5 separate regions of the Mus musculus genome follow, and all the other regions are linked to region 2. A link is a contact called in public Hi-C, Micro-C and promoter capture Hi-C data. All regions are on one chromosome and are shown on one strand. Each heading gives the region's core, a stretch centred on a gene start, on an enhancer-like site or on the middle of the called end of the contact. The rest is flanking DNA. Distances are from core to core; before and after follow the strand shown.

The links. Promoter capture Hi-C pulls out the DNA fragments that hold promoters and counts their contacts. Hi-C and Micro-C count contacts between places; a contact is called where the count stands out from the background. Capture Hi-C pulls out chosen DNA fragments and counts their contacts.
Region 1: a promoter capture Hi-C map of adipose tissue shows a contact between it and region 2, with 3 times the contacts expected there. The contact joins the promoter of 4933405D12Rik here to the promoter of Rwdd3 in region 2. A contact is called at or near these places in 2 of 39 promoter capture datasets (liver and pre-B cells) and 2 of 9 other capture datasets (adipose tissue and liver).
Region 3: a Micro-C map of the G1E-ER4 cell line shows a contact between it and region 2. The contact joins the promoter of Dnttip2 here to the promoter of Rwdd3 in region 2. A contact is called at or near these places in 1 of 39 promoter capture datasets (pre-B cells), 2 of 484 Hi-C or Micro-C datasets (B cells and the G1E-ER4 cell line) and 1 of 115 datasets of contacts at active chromatin or transcription factors (astrocytes).
Region 4: a Hi-C map of CD8 T cells shows a contact between it and region 2, with 4 times the contacts expected there. The contact joins the promoter of Usp53 here to the promoter of Rwdd3 in region 2. A contact is called at or near these places in 1 of 39 promoter capture datasets (pre-B cells), 3 of 484 Hi-C or Micro-C datasets (CD4 T cells and CD8 T cells) and 1 of 115 datasets of contacts at active chromatin or transcription factors (thymic regulatory T cells).
Region 5: a promoter capture Hi-C map of pre-B cells shows a contact between it and region 2, with 2.8 times the contacts expected there. The contact joins the promoter of Gclm here to the promoter of Rwdd3 in region 2. A contact is called at or near these places in 1 of 39 promoter capture datasets (pre-B cells) and 2 of 9 other capture datasets (adipose tissue and liver).

What each region holds. Positions count from the first base shown.
Region 1 is chr3:122,922,782-122,925,562 of GRCm38.p6, forward strand. 4933405D12Rik (RIKEN cDNA 4933405D12 gene) reads right to left here and starts at 1,335. Exons shown (of 6, transcript NR_046036.1): 1 at 1,282-1,335. 1810037I17Rik (RIKEN cDNA 1810037I17 gene) reads left to right here and starts at 1,616. Exons shown (of 2, transcript NM_024461.2): 1 at 1,616-1,875; 2 at 2,698-2,781. The coding sequence starts at 1,679. The coding sequence ends at 2,698.
Region 2 is chr3:121,170,288-121,173,118 of GRCm38.p6, forward strand. Rwdd3 (RWD domain containing 3) reads right to left here and starts at 1,408. Exons shown (of 5, transcript NM_028456.3): 1 at 1,305-1,408. The coding sequence starts at 1,389.
Region 3 is chr3:122,273,024-122,275,723 of GRCm38.p6, forward strand. It overlaps Dnttip2 (deoxynucleotidyltransferase, terminal, interacting protein 2), which reads left to right and starts at 1,391. Exons shown (of 7, transcript NM_153806.1): 1 at 1,391-1,455; 2 at 2,175-2,700. The coding sequence starts at 1,396.
Region 4 is chr3:122,983,154-122,986,008 of GRCm38.p6, forward strand. It overlaps Usp53 (ubiquitin specific peptidase 53), which reads right to left and starts at 1,294. Exons shown (of 16, transcript NM_133857.3): 1 at 1,129-1,294.
Region 5 is chr3:122,244,174-122,247,032 of GRCm38.p6, forward strand. It overlaps Gclm (glutamate-cysteine ligase, modifier subunit), which reads left to right and starts at 1,384. Exons shown (of 7, transcript NM_008129.4): 1 at 1,384-1,938. The coding sequence starts at 1,813. It overlaps Gm46822 (a long non-coding RNA gene), which reads right to left and starts at 199. Exons shown (of 6, transcript XR_001783970.1): 1 at 1-199.

The sequences.
Region 1 (2,781 bases), core at 85-2,584, 1.8 Mb after region 2:
TGATTTAGGAAAGGAGAAAGCTCTTCTGTAAGCCCACGATGCTATCAGGGCTACTTGGTTGGTATAAGTTAGTGGGCTGCTAAGTTAGTAGACTCCAACAGGTTTTTATCTAATGGTTACAGGATATTCTGACATAGAGTTGAGTGGCTTATTAAAATACTCCCATGAAATACCTATGTAAATTCCACGCTTTACCTTATCTGAGCCTTCTGAAAATTCGTGACTGTAATTGAGACAGGCTAATTCCATGACAGACTTCTAATTGGCAGTTCCTGGGATTAGGCCTAAAATCCTAGGCTTCAGGCAGCTAGTCAGAAAGTGCCCTACCATCAGAAACGACCCCCCCCCCCCCAAAAAAAAAAAACCCAACCTGGCCTGAAGCAAGGACAATGGGTTTTCAGCCCTCACACCCAGGCAATAGTTTCAGAATGTCCTTAAGAGAGAGTAGATAAGGCCACCTACCCCAGGATTCCTCAGGCAAGTTTCTAGCCACCACACCAAGGTTATGCTTCTGGAATGCCCGAGATAAGAGTAAGACAAAGCCCATCTATCCGAGAATTCCCCCAATGTGCAGCGAGCATACTTGGTAATGGGAGACTCCAGCATGCTGGACTTCGACAAAATAAAACACTCTGTGTGTTTACAAACTACTTGAGTCTGGAGTATCATTCTTCAGCGAATCATGGACCCTTACAACGTCCACCTCATCAAAACTGTTTCAAAAATTATGAGCAAATCGCTCAAGTCTGTACAAAATCATCCAAAGTTCTCAAACTGTACACACTTCCCAAACATGTAAGAAACCAAAAAGTTTACGTGTATTGGAGAGATGATTCTACGGGGTCTGCCAACCTTTTTACATTGTCACACAATGTTGTCGTCTCCAAAGTTATTATCAGAGAATCTCACGATCTAGTTTTTTAAAAGGAAGGAAGAAAGAAAGAAAGAGAGAGAGGGAGGGAGGGAGGGAGGGAGGGAGGGAGGAAGGAAGGAAGGAAGGGAAGGAAGGAAGGAAGGAAGGAAGGAAGGAAAGGAAGGAAGGAAGGAAGGAAGGAAGGAAGGAAGGAAGAAGGGAGGAAGAAAGAAAAACATCCCCCCACACGCTCATGTTTATAAAAAGACTACTTTTGTGGGTGGGCAAGGCTGGAATCCTTTGAGGCGGTTCCTGAAGTTCTGGCATCATCTCAGAGAAAAGGAGTTGAGACAGTTTTCATCCCAGAAACCGGGAGAACCAGTAATGCACCCTGCAAGGCAGCGTTTGAGCTACGTGAGAGAGCTCACCTGCACCTTAGAAACCACCTCTGAACACCGCAAGGGGACACCCCACCAGGAAGCAACGGGGCGGGGCACAGAGCGCATGCGTGCGGTCGGGGAGGCGGGGCAGACACCTTCGCCAAGTTCGGGGGGCGAGGAGGGGTGGTGGAACAGAGCGCCTGCGCCAAGAGCAGCCGGCCCAGCGGAGTCTGCGCGTTCCCGGGAATGCCGAAGAAGGCGAATTCCTAGAAAGGGAGGACGCCTGCGCAGTCCGGAAGGCGGGGACGCGGGGGCGGGGCGGGGCGCGGCGGCGGGGGCGGGGCGCCTAGTCGATTGGCGGGGTTACCCGGAATTGGTTGCTAGACTGGGCGCGAAGCGGTCTTCAGGTTTGGTCTCAGTTGCGCGGAAGTGAAACGACGCGGAGATGGAGGTGAGCCAGGCGGCGTCTGGTACCGACGGTGTCCGGGAACGGAGGGGCTCGTTCGAAGCTGGAAGGAGGAACCAAGATGAGGCACCTCAGTCCGGGATGAACGGGCTTCCGAAACACTCCTACTGGCTGGATCTCTGGCTCTTCATCCTTTTCGACCTGGCCTTGTTCGTCTTCGTGTACCTCTTGCCCTGGTGAGTATCCTGAGTTGCAGAGTTGAAGAGCTTAGGAAGCTGGCGGCTGCTTCAGTCTTCTCGGAGAGGGAGGGAGGGACGGCAGCTAGAGATGGCGGAGTTGGAAGAGCGAAAATGGATTTCCTTGACACCCCAGTGGCAAGAGGAGTGTGGAGAAAACTTGACTTCCCATATTTGTCTGTTTCATCACCACAAACGAACTGTTAAGTGTTAGAAACCTATACCCATAATTAGATCTATCGTAAATAATAAAAAATAATTACTAAAAACTAATAAAAATAAAAGTAAATAAATATCGTAAGTAATAAAAAATAGAGCATGACAGGTTAAATGTGATTATATCTAAAGTGATTTGAGTGTTGTGCGCCTGCTTAAAATGCTTAGCCCAAAGCAAGCCTTGTAAACTTAACTTGTCCATAACTTATGCAGATAAACGCGTATTATCTTCCAGAGTATCCCCAGTCCTACATCTGTCAAAGAATGGAGTATCTTGGGTTTCTTTGGCTCTCATTTTTTCGGTTTTGTGGCAAATTAGAAGGCAGAGAATGGGGGGGGGGTTTGAAAAGATAAACAGTTTTTTGATAAAAACTCGTTAAGTCATTTTGGTATAGACATTTCAAGAACAGTGATTTATTATTTAGTTATTTTTAATGATCTCATTTTCACCTCTGGGTAGAAAATTCATGACTTAATAATGTAGGCCTTTAGTTTTCCTTATCAATAGTGTAAATTATGTAGGGATAGGCTAGCAGTATCTATGTTCAGCGTCCCACTAAATGTCAAAATAAGCAGATGAAGGAAACAAGTATTTGGTTTTTACAGACCGGTTTGCTGAGTCAAGAATGGGGCTTCTGGAGTGAATCTTGAAAACGACTATAGACTCTTGAATGAAGAGGACTCCAGCAG
Region 2 (2,831 bases), core at 158-2,657:
ATAGAGAGAATTGTGGAGACAGGAGATGCTAACCGATCAGGATGCTACCCAATCACAAGAGGGTGGCAAATCCCTACAATAAATCCTTTCATAGGGGTCTTAAGGAAGTTTCAAAAATATACAAGACAGGTCTAGGCACTTAAGAAGAGAGCAACTCCATTTTTCTAGAAAGTTCACATGGCCTGAAACGTCAAATCACCACAAAGATCTGTAGATGTGTGCATGCAAGAAGGCATAGGAGAAAGGGGTCACTGACTTATCTTATGGAAACCCAAAGCCCTCCTAATCATAGATATAGCTTCCTTAGGTCTAGCACATCTCACACTGTCTTCCTAGAGCTAAGCCAATTTATGGTCAGAAAAGCCATTACAATCGTAGTTACATTGTAACAGTAGAGGGATGGCTCTCACTGACCTCAAAATGTACATGACATATTTGACAGCTCAGCGAGGGTGAGAATAATTTGCATCAGCACATTTTCCCAAAAGGGGGAAATTGGGGGCACTCAGTGGTTAAGAGCACTGACTATTCCCTGGGTTCAGTTCTCAGCACCTTTAAGGCAAGGCTCTCAAACCCTCGGTAACTCCTAGCCCCTGAACGTCCTATTCAGGCCTCCCAGGCACACTCAGCATACAGGTCTATACAGGCATGCAAAACACTCATACATACGCCAAAAAAAAATTTAAAAGTGTGTGAGTGGAGCGTCTGGGTTCCTTAACGGAAGCCAAGACAAGAATGAAATTTTAGCTTTTTAAAACAATTAATAATAACAACAATAGTAATAGCTTTACAGACTATAAACTCTCAGAGGGTCGGTGCCCTGCCTGGGTTAGAAGAGAAGGTCTCCATGCTGCGTCCAGCAGAAGTCTGGAATCGGCTGCCATTTTTCAGCAGCCTGGAAAACGTAAAAATAAAAATATTTTTAAGTAAAACAACAAAAAAAATTAATAATAAAGTCAAAGGCAATTAACTCTGGAGAGTTCAAACCTTAACAAGCATTTCCTGACTGCCTTCCACGTGGCTGACAACCAACTACAGCGTCCTGTTGTCAGGGACGTGATACACAAATGCTTATGGTGGATGCCGACTATTTGGAGGAGCTGGGTTTCACGAGGAGGGCACTGCGCACCGTCTAGTTGCGGGAGAGCACGGGGTAGGGGGGCGGAGAGGGCGAGCTCAGGGGAGGGCACTGCAAGCGCAGGCCAACCCCACCCCCCAGTCCCCTCCTACTCCTGTCCAGGGCCACAAGACACCGGGTCCCCGACTCCCCGCAGTGGCCGCAGGGTGAGAGGCAGGGTATTCACCTGAACAGCTCAACATCTCCCACTCGTTGGGCCCGCAGAAGATCGCGGCCAGCGCCGAGAGCTCCTGCCGCACCTCCTCCACCATATCCGTGCGACCAGAACCCAAAGCCACTTCCGCCGCCTCCCGGAGCAAAGCTCCCCTACGGTCACTGGGGGGCGCCCCGGCCTCACAGCCAGGTCGGCTGCGGATGGCGCCGGGCGGGGGGCGGGGAGATGGGCGTGTTTATGGGCGTGGCATGTGTCCGCCCAGAACCTTCTGAGTTTTGGCCTCTGTGGTTTTCTGGATCAGAGAGAGACCTGTAAAGCCCCAAAGTCCCCTACAAGAACAACCAGGCTGTGAACCCACCGTGCTTCACCAGGCTAGGAGGAAATGGAGAGAGTAAAAAAAACCTAAACAAACAAGAAAAGCCAAACAAGGCGAACGAGCCCTTGTCAGGCTTTTGAACTTTGTGTCCTGAGATCCCACAGTGAGCAAAACACAAATTCCATGTCCTCATGAGGGTCAGTGACCCTCGTGGTCAGGATATTTCAGAAAAGAGAACGATAATGACCTCCAGGATACTGACCTGGTTGGTCACTAGCCTCGGGATTACACACAAGGTCTAGATTCCAGGGCCTCTTTCCAGTCCAAGATGAAGAAGAGGGAAGACTGAGATGAGACTCCTTAGAGATGGGGTCCAAAGCCAAAAACTAGCTTTACAGTGATTTGATTTGAGTTGATTTGATTTGGTTCGGTTTGGTTCGGTTCAGGTGATATTCGATGCATATAACATAATGTGTCTATTACCTCTCTGATCCCTGAAGCTTAATGGTGAAATCACCATCTTTGAATCTTGACCTAAATTTCAAAACACTCGCAGTAACAATAGGATAACAGAATGAGTGATGCATCTGTTTCAACCTCGACTTTAGTAAGCAAAATTAATTTGTGGTAAGTAGTTCTGTCTAGGTGCATTTGACTCCCCCCGCCCCCAAAATAAAAATTTTTAATTCTGCAGCTCCCAAGAGTCCTTTGGCTCACTCGGGGAGGTCTCATGCCACTGGTTTGTATCAGAAATAACATTCTGTGAGTTCATCAAAGAATTTAAGTAGGTCTTCAGTGACTCCTTTCACTGACTTCTACAAGTCAGAATAATTTTAACTGGGCCACGTTACTATCCCAATCATCATTTCTATTGCTAAAAGGGCAATTTGAAAAAAGGAAGAGAAATTGGCTTCCAAGAAGAGAAAGGAAATCTGATGAGATAGACAAGAAAAGCTTTTCCAGGGATGCCCTGAGATTTCAGTGACCCCAGGCAATTAGGAACCGTGCTGTGCAAATAATTAGAAAGATAAAGGTTTATTTAAACACATGATTATCTATAATGTAACCAATTTGTATTAGAAGAAAGAAAAAAAAAATAGTTCCTTTGAGTTATTTCCAAAATAGCAGTTCAAGCAAGTTCAGTGGGTTCATAATTAACTGTTAGAGAGATTTGGGGAAAAGATTACACTTTTTGATTTACAGCACCACTCTGTTATTCAATT
Region 3 (2,700 bases), core at 141-2,640, 1.1 Mb after region 2:
AACCCTTTAAAGCCTAAACTGAAAAGTAACAGCCCGCACTTGTCATAGGGTTTTTCACTAAGCCCAGCCTGTCAAGAGCTTGAAGATTCTTGTCTTCAAGTTCCACAAATGCGCAGGAACTCGTTTTCTTGTTCTTCACTTTCTTGTTCTCTCACTCCTAAAGATAGGCTGTTTCCTCAGGGCACACAATGGCTGTGTGGAAACCAGAGACCACAGTTCTCCAGGAAAACAAAAACAAAAAAAAACCCTATTTTACTAAGTAAGCATGAGGCTAGTGTTTTAAGACAACATCTAACAATCAAAAGTTGGTTACTACGTATACCTGGCTCCAAGGAGAGCAATTTAATGTAGAAGTAATGTATCCATGGAAAGATAGGTTTTTAGGAAAAATTTTGTGTTAAAAAGTGAAGGAAAACGAACCCCCCCTTTTTTTTTTCTTGCTTCCAACACTAATTCCTTTACCCCCTCCTCGATTCCTTTGTAGCCTTTCAACATATTCTAGTTCTCCATCTTTCATCCAACAAAACAAAAACTAAAACACCTCAGCCAGGTGCTGTGGCCCATGGATCCCAACACTTGGGAGGCAGATGGATATCTGTGAGTTCAGGATCAGGCTGGTCTAAATAGTGAGTTCTAGGGCAGCCAGGGCCATGTAGAGAGATCTTGTCTCAAAACAAAAATCCTAAAACTCTTTTGATTCTGGCTAGTCTCTTACTTCCATTGTAAAAAAACAAAAAACTTTAATCCCCGTCCTTCACAACGTCTTTCACCTTTTTTATTTAAAAAAAAAAAAAAAAAAAAAAAAAAAAAAAAAAAAGGCGTACTTCAAATCCCGAGACATTTTAGTTAAATCCCACAGCTTTCTAATTATTCTCCGAAAACTTGGGTGCATTTAACATACATCCTTGTATCCCAATCAAATATCGGAATCTCATTTATTAAGTTATTAAAATACTGTTTTCTAAAAGGACTAAATAAAGTCTCCTTTGGCTTCCGTAAAGACTTACGCCAAAGATCTCACAATTACTGCACGGGGGTGGGGGGTGAGGGGGATGGAAAGCAGAGTAAATGATGCGACTTCCCATTTTGTGTTAAACGGCGAGGAGGTCCTCCTCGCTGAGGACCGCACAGCGGACGAGCTGGGAACTGGAGGCGGAGCTGCTTTTGCCCCCCCCCCCCCCCAACACACACACCCCACCCCCCCACCCCCCGCTGACCCGCACTAGTCCGATGGCGGAGACCGCTGGCCAGAACTGCAGTGGAGCCGGGGAAGGAACGATTCTCCCGAGCCGCGGTTTCCGCAGGGAAACCTAAGCGAGTTCCTGTTTCGACGCACTTCCGAAGCGTCGGAACAGAGGAAGCCGCGCTGGCTGCCGGGAATCCGGAGTCGGAAAGATGGTGGTCACCAGGTCCGGGCTCTCCCGGACCAGGCTCCAAGAAAGCTCCCAGCAGAAGGTGAGCTGGGTCTCAGGTTCTCCGGGTCTCCTCGCCGCTGAGCAGAGCGGCTCGGCAGGGCGGAGGAGAGCGACGAGGAACCGAGCGGGTCGCGCGTGGTACTGCGCCGGACTGGCTCGGACCTGGGGGTCTTTCAGGGCTCTTACGGGAGTTTCGGTAGCGTGCCCTGCGCAGGCGAGGCCTTTTAAGTTTACTGTTAGGACAGTACCGGGGAAAGTTAATGCCCGCCACCTCGACCAAGCCTGGTTTGGGGGATAGGAGGAGCACCGTTTTCACGTGGAGAGACTGGCATGGCCGAGCACTAACCCCTCCGGCAACTGAAGGGCGGCGGTGGCGTCACTCAGAGCCTCTGGTTGTCTTCTGGTGCTATGCTCTTTAGATTGTGTGGTAAGGGCTATAGAGCAGCCCTTTCCTGTTGTAGAAATCCAGGCAAGTATCGGATTACCTTACACACTCCTAAACACGTGCTCAATTAGTATTCAACTCCCCCCCCTCCCTGCGCTTCTATAAATGATTTAAAATTTACCTCCTCTTTCTTTAAGTAGAGAAAGTTTTTTTAGTTCTGCTTTCTGAAGCCTAGGATGAGGCAAGTAAAAGAAATATCTTATCGTGAGTTTGTCTTCGTTTTGTACCTTCTTGAGTTTTGTTCCTTAGGCCATGCCACCTTTACCCTTGTCCCTGCCCTATCTACACTATATTGTGTTTGTTTTGGTTTTCAGAGGTCTGCTCCTCGGAGAATTGGGACACATCTAGAAAGCACAAAGGAATCGGGATCCGATGGCAGCACAGCTGAATCGCAGCCTGCTGAGAAACAGCACTCACGCAGCAGCAGCAGAACCACAGGCCCAGCGGAGATCATTGTGCTTATTTCTGATGACGAGGCTTCTGAAACGGAGTCCCACACTTCTGGGGTTACTTCTGTGTTAGAGGACCAAGAGCCCATTGTAAGAGTAACTAGGAAACGGCAGATCGTAATTGCTTCCACCTCAAAGTCCACTGTTAGGAAAAGGCAGAAAGTAGCCCCTCAGCATGCATCTGCTGATGAAGTTGTTGTTTCTGAAGCAGAGTCTCATGTTTCAGGGGTTTCTATGGTTGTACCTTCCACAGAGAGAAGCAGCAGAAATAAGGCTAATTCTCAAAGAGATTCAAGCCAAGAATCACAGTCGGGAACTGTATCTGATGCTGAGTTGTCCTGCTCAGGCATTTCATCGTTAGAGATCTTGCCGAGAACAACAGCCAGGAATG
Region 4 (2,855 bases), core at 44-2,543, 1.8 Mb after region 2:
GCCACGTATCATGAGTTCGATAGACAACTTTATAAATAAAAAAAAAAATCCTAAGGAAAAGGCTTGTTTGGAGGGTCTCTTGTTTTTTATCCTTTGGGAAAAATACTTAATACATTGATTCGATTTACAAACTAAACAAATCACTTCTGTAAGTTTATAGCAAGTTGTCCAAAGGAGCTCACTTTAAAAGTCTCTAAAAGATAAGTCAAAAACCTTATTTTCCATACAACTCTTGCCCGCAGAAAATCTATTAGGAATTCTTCTGACAATAGCAGATAAATCACACATTACTTTTGAAGACCCTTTCTTCACTATTTTTTTTTTCCTTTTTTCTTTAACAGAATAGGATGAGGGATCTCTGCCTCGACCATCATCGACACAGAATTGAAAACAACAGAAAATAAAACTGACAAGTTATCAATGTCACCAATCCATTCTATCATAACTTCGTGTCAGCACTGGCTCCACCTTTTAAAGGTGAAAATCAGCGTGCCTGGTCTTAAACAAGCTCCAGGGCTCACCACAGAGAACTTAGGTTTACTGCCCATGTACCTCAAAAGTAGCCTTGAAAATATATTTGGAGGAAAGAATATGTTTCCAGCTATGGAAGACCGCAAGCAGATAAGGACGTGCAGTACGTTTTTGCAAGCATTTATCGGGATCTGCACGGAGAAAACAAACCCCAGGAGAATAACAAAACCTCAAAACAGGCTCAGATTGCAGGGCTTCACATCCTCCCGGTTACACCTGCGCAGGCACTTCCTGTTCCCCCGCGCCGCCGGCGAGTAGTTTGGTAATTGTACCGTAAACCGCCGTTTAGAAGCTAAACATTAACTCCGTCCGTCTGTCCAGCTACTGAGAAACCAACCAAGCCAAGATTCTATCACATCCAATCCAGTCTGCTCCGCCAAGGAGGAACGCCAATCACGCTGGAGCCCTGGTGAAGGCTCAGTGCTCCGGCAGCTGTGGGGCTGCACCGGGAACCGCAGGAGCCTGGCCAGCGCATCCCGACCCGGCCCAATCCCGCCCTCAGCCTGCGGCCACCCGGGTTAGCGCGCCCGAGCGGGGCCAGGCCGTGGGGACCGAGAGTCCTCCGCCCTCTGCCCAGCGGGGGCTCCCGCGACTCACCCCAAGCTCTACCTCCCGGCGCCGTAGCCCTTCCAGTCCCACTGGCCCGGCTCCGCCTCGCGCCGACACCCACAACGTCGTGACAGGCAAAGCGACACGCACAGGGACAGACGGCCACACCGCCGCTTTCAGCCGCCAGACCCGCGCAGAGCATGCGCGCACGCCCAAGACCCAGGGGCCGGTCTGGGCAGTGACACCTGCGATCAACAGGTCTCTGGACCCCGCCTTCCCCCGCGTCAGGACGCCCCGCCCCCTTGCGCCGGGCCCGCCTCCTCGTCTCGCCCCGCCCCGCCCCGCCCCCGCACGTGAGTTCCCGGCTTTCCCGCGGGTGATGCTCCCTTTCCGAGGGCTTGTGTGAGGCGCGAGATCCCGCGAGAGCAGGGCTCGGGCTTCTGCCCCGACGCGGGGGTGGCGCGCGGGGCGGGCTGTGAGACGGGACGTGGCGGATCGGCGAGCGGCTGCGTGGTGGGCTGGGGACTGCGGCGGATTTCCACGGCAGACGCGGGCGTCCCGCCGTCGTCCGCCTTGGTTGGCGGCTTTGCAGCCTGAGTGCGGATGCGCGGGGATCTGAGCCGGGGTTCTGTGGGTTTCAGCCATTGCTGGGTCGGCACCCCGGCGGTCCCCTTAGGGAGTCGGTACGGTCTGTTTGCAGTTGAATGGTGTCCTTTGGCGCGAATGTATTTTCCCTAAGTGGGGCTTTCGTGACCACTAATAAAACGAACGTCTTCATAACCGCGCTGACCCAGTTAGTATTTGTCAGAAATTTTGGCAGCATCCTCTCCGCGATGTGGAGCAGGTTTTGAGTTGCAAGCTGCTGCTGCTGCGAACCAGACTAGCCTTTGTCTGGGAAACTTTTATTTGGGATGATAATTAAAAGGAAAAACAAAACAAAGGGGGGAAAAAAAAACCTGGCTGATGATTAAGATGACTCAAAAAGGTAGATGTAGGTTTGGAAGACATTTCCAAAGCTGGCGTGAGTCATAAAAGTTGACTTAGATAAACTCAAAGGGGACTCCAGTTTACCTGAAGAAATCGCATGAGGGAGACCCTGCAGGTTGGTGGGTGACATGCAGTGAGGTTATTGTGTTTGACCCGGGATCAGTGAGAATTTATTATGTACCACATAAAAGAAGTAACATGAAGCCATAGACGCCGTCCTCAACATTAACATTAAAACCTCGACGGGAAGGAGCCGGAGAAACCAGCTCTTAGAAATGTAAAGAATTGGCACCATACTGTTTCCTCTCGGGTGCACTCTGTTTTGAGGTGTTGTTTAATATATCTTCTGTCACCTCTTTCCCCTTCAGCTATATTGTGTATTCTCGGATGTATTTTACATGAGTGCCTTAAATATGTCTTAAAAATAGACCAAGGAACAAGCAGTCCAGGTTTAGTTATGTTAATGTCCTACTCTTGACGTAACAAGATCTGAACGCCTTGTTCCCCCAGGAAAAAAAAAAAATGGTAGTTAGGAAGGTCACAGTGTGGTTGTATTAACTCAGAATTACTGTTCCTCGATGTGAGGTGAATGTTGGGGGTTAGATTCAAACAGTCCCTGGGTGAGCAGACCTAAATTATGAAGGAACCATCTTCACCACATTGGTTAAGGGTTCCTACAAGGGAGTAGCTTTGGTGTGTCAGAGAATACACTAGATCATCTAGGTGAAGCCCAGCACTTCCTAGTACCAGCATACCTCTTTCTGATAACTCAGACTGAGGAATGTACT
Region 5 (2,859 bases), core at 134-2,633, 1.1 Mb after region 2:
CCCAGCACCATAAATAGTAGTTCTCACTTACTGAACATTTATTATAAGCCAAGTACTGAACTAAGGACTCACCATACCTTCTCTTAGTAACTCATCACAACTACCTACCCAACGGCAGATCTGATGTCCTGTGGCCTCCAGGGGCCCTGAACGGTGCCCATAAACTCATGGAAGAAAACACACATACACACAAATAAACAATATTTTTGTATGTTTGTTTTGAGACAGAGTCTCTCTACCTAGCTCTGGCTGTCCTGGGACTCTCTATGTAGACCAGGCTGGCCATGAATTCACAGATTCACCTGCCTCTGCCTCCCAAGTGCTGGGATTAAAGGCGTGTGCCACCACCACCCGGCGACCACTAAGTTTTAACCAAATATTTACATGGACTTTTAAGAGAATATAATCAAAAGTCTAACAATGACCATAAAAAATTCATCAGAAGAATCAATTGTTTATATTTAAGTAAGGCCATGTGAGGGGCTGCTCCTGGGAAACCTCTTCTCCATGGATTCTTGCTCATTGGATGTGCACAAAGATGTACCCAACACCAGCCTCACTTTTTCTGGAACGATCTTCCAGCCTTTCCTATTTCTTAGTAGTTTACCAACTCAGATTCATGTTTCTTTTGAAAAGATTTTGCCGCCTTATAATGAAAATCTCACCTGGCTCTAACATACCTGACTGGTTTGTTAAAAAGTTTGTTTCCTGGGTAAAACTTTAATAAACGGTCAGTTTGCTATTATACCCAGCCATCTCCAGTGGGAATGGGGAAGAATCACGAACAACTTGTAAAAGTGTGAATCATAAAACGTTCTCTGTTACCATCTGTTCCTTATGCTTAACTGACCTGGAAACTAACTGCCCCGTGGTATTTTTATTGTTTAATGTTTCATGGGCTGAGGCCTTTCTCTCGAAGGATTAGGCTTCTGAAAGGGGAAAATTAAAGTTGTACTCTCTGGTTTCATACAGCACCAGCAAATAGGTAAATCAACACGCTGGAAGAAGAATGATCAGTTTGGGGGAAAGACTCTTGGGCAAAGCAAAGCAAAAGGAAAAAATAAAAATAAATTTAAAAAACAGAGCGGGGCGCGGGCAATGAGACACTCGCGCCATCGCATCAGCTCCTTAGACACAGAAGCAGGCACGCTCTCAAGGCCTGGGAGGATGGACCTCCGGCGGTCCTCTCGAAGAGGGCGTGTCCAGGGCCGCAGCGCGGGCGGCCATTGGCTGAGCGGCGCTCCCGGGCGCACCGTCAACTCTCACGAGGCGCTGGCGGCGTAGGCCGCGCGCCGCGCTCTGGCCGGCAGGGGGCGCACGTCCGCGCGCTGTTCTCCCCCGCGGCGCCGCCCGCTCCCGGCCGCCCGGCGCCACGCCCGCCGCAGGCCGAGGGCCAGTCACCCGCGGGCCTGCGCCCCGCCCCTGGCCCGCCGCGGGACGAGTAACGGTTACGAAGCACTTTCTCGGGTGAGGTTTCTGCTTAGTCATTGTCTTCCAGGAAACAGCTCCCTCGTTTCAGCGGCGGCGGCGGTGGCGGCCGCAGAAGCCGCAGCGACCGTCCGCGCCGGCGCCTCCCTCCCTTCCTTCCCTCCCTCCGGGACCGCCTCTCCGTCGCCGCCCGGCCTCCTCGGGCCCGAGCGCACACCGGGCTGTGGCCGCGCGGAGTCGGCAGCCTCGCGCTCTCCTCTGGGGCCTGGGGCACCGCCGCGCCCTGCGAGGCAGCCGTCTGCCCACTCGCCCGCCCGCCTGCCCGCCCGCTCGCCATCTCTCCGCGGCTCCGGCGCTACCCGGTCCCCTCCGGCGGCAGCTGCCATGGGCACCGACAGCCGCGCGGCCGGGGCGCTCCTGGCGCGGGCCAGCACCCTGCACCTGCAGACCGGGAACCTGCTCAACTGGGGCCGCCTGCGAAAAAAGTGCCCGTCCACGCACAGCGAGGAGGTGAGCACGGTGGGGGCCGAGGGTCTCCTCGAAGTGGGGACAAGCAGGGCTCTCCGGAGCTCGACCCGCTTCGGAGGTACCGAAGTGAGCTGGGTACTATCCCGGCTTGGCAGGTGCCACTGCGGGGCGAGGGGCGCCTCCGCCGGTCGGAGTTGATCGCACAACTCTTGAGGGCCACCGGGTCCCCTGTCTGGCTGGACAGAGCCACTGCAGCCCCGCGTCTTCATCTTCCGTCCCTCTCCCTTAGCCAAGGTAAAGGAAAGATAAAGGTTTAGTGTTTGGTAGATGGACTAACAATAGGTTTAACTTTGATATTGTTGACATTGCTTTCTCTATTGTACTGAATTTGGATTTGGGACAAATAACTTACTGGATGTTAACATTGTATTTGCTTCAAAACCATTAAAGAGGGGCAGGTGGTACACGCCTTTAATCCCGGCCCCTAGGGAGGCAATAGCAGTAGGATCTCTGAGTTCGAGGTCAGCCTGGTTTGTATATTGAACTCCAGGACAGCTAGGGCTACCCAGTGTCAGCCCCAACCCCCACGCCCCCAAAAAACCTAATGTGTAGTTGGAAGTGACAGATTAATCTAGAATTAAAATGTGTTATATTTGTGTTAATGGCCCATTCCTGAGCCAGTGGTTCTCCATGGACCGTGCAACTCATTGCAGAGGCGTATTGATAATATGGAACATGTATACTACTTAAAACAACAAAACAAGACAGATGTGCAATTATGTGTGGGGAGTAATAAGCTGGGTATGGTGGTGGGCTCTTCTAATACGCAGCCTCAGTGGGCTAAGGCAATAGAATGTAGAATTCGAGGCCAGCCTGGGCTACCATGTGATGAGGTCCTGGCTCAAAAAATAAATAAGATAAATGGAAACATTTTAAAAAAGAAACAGTTACACCTAGGAGCTA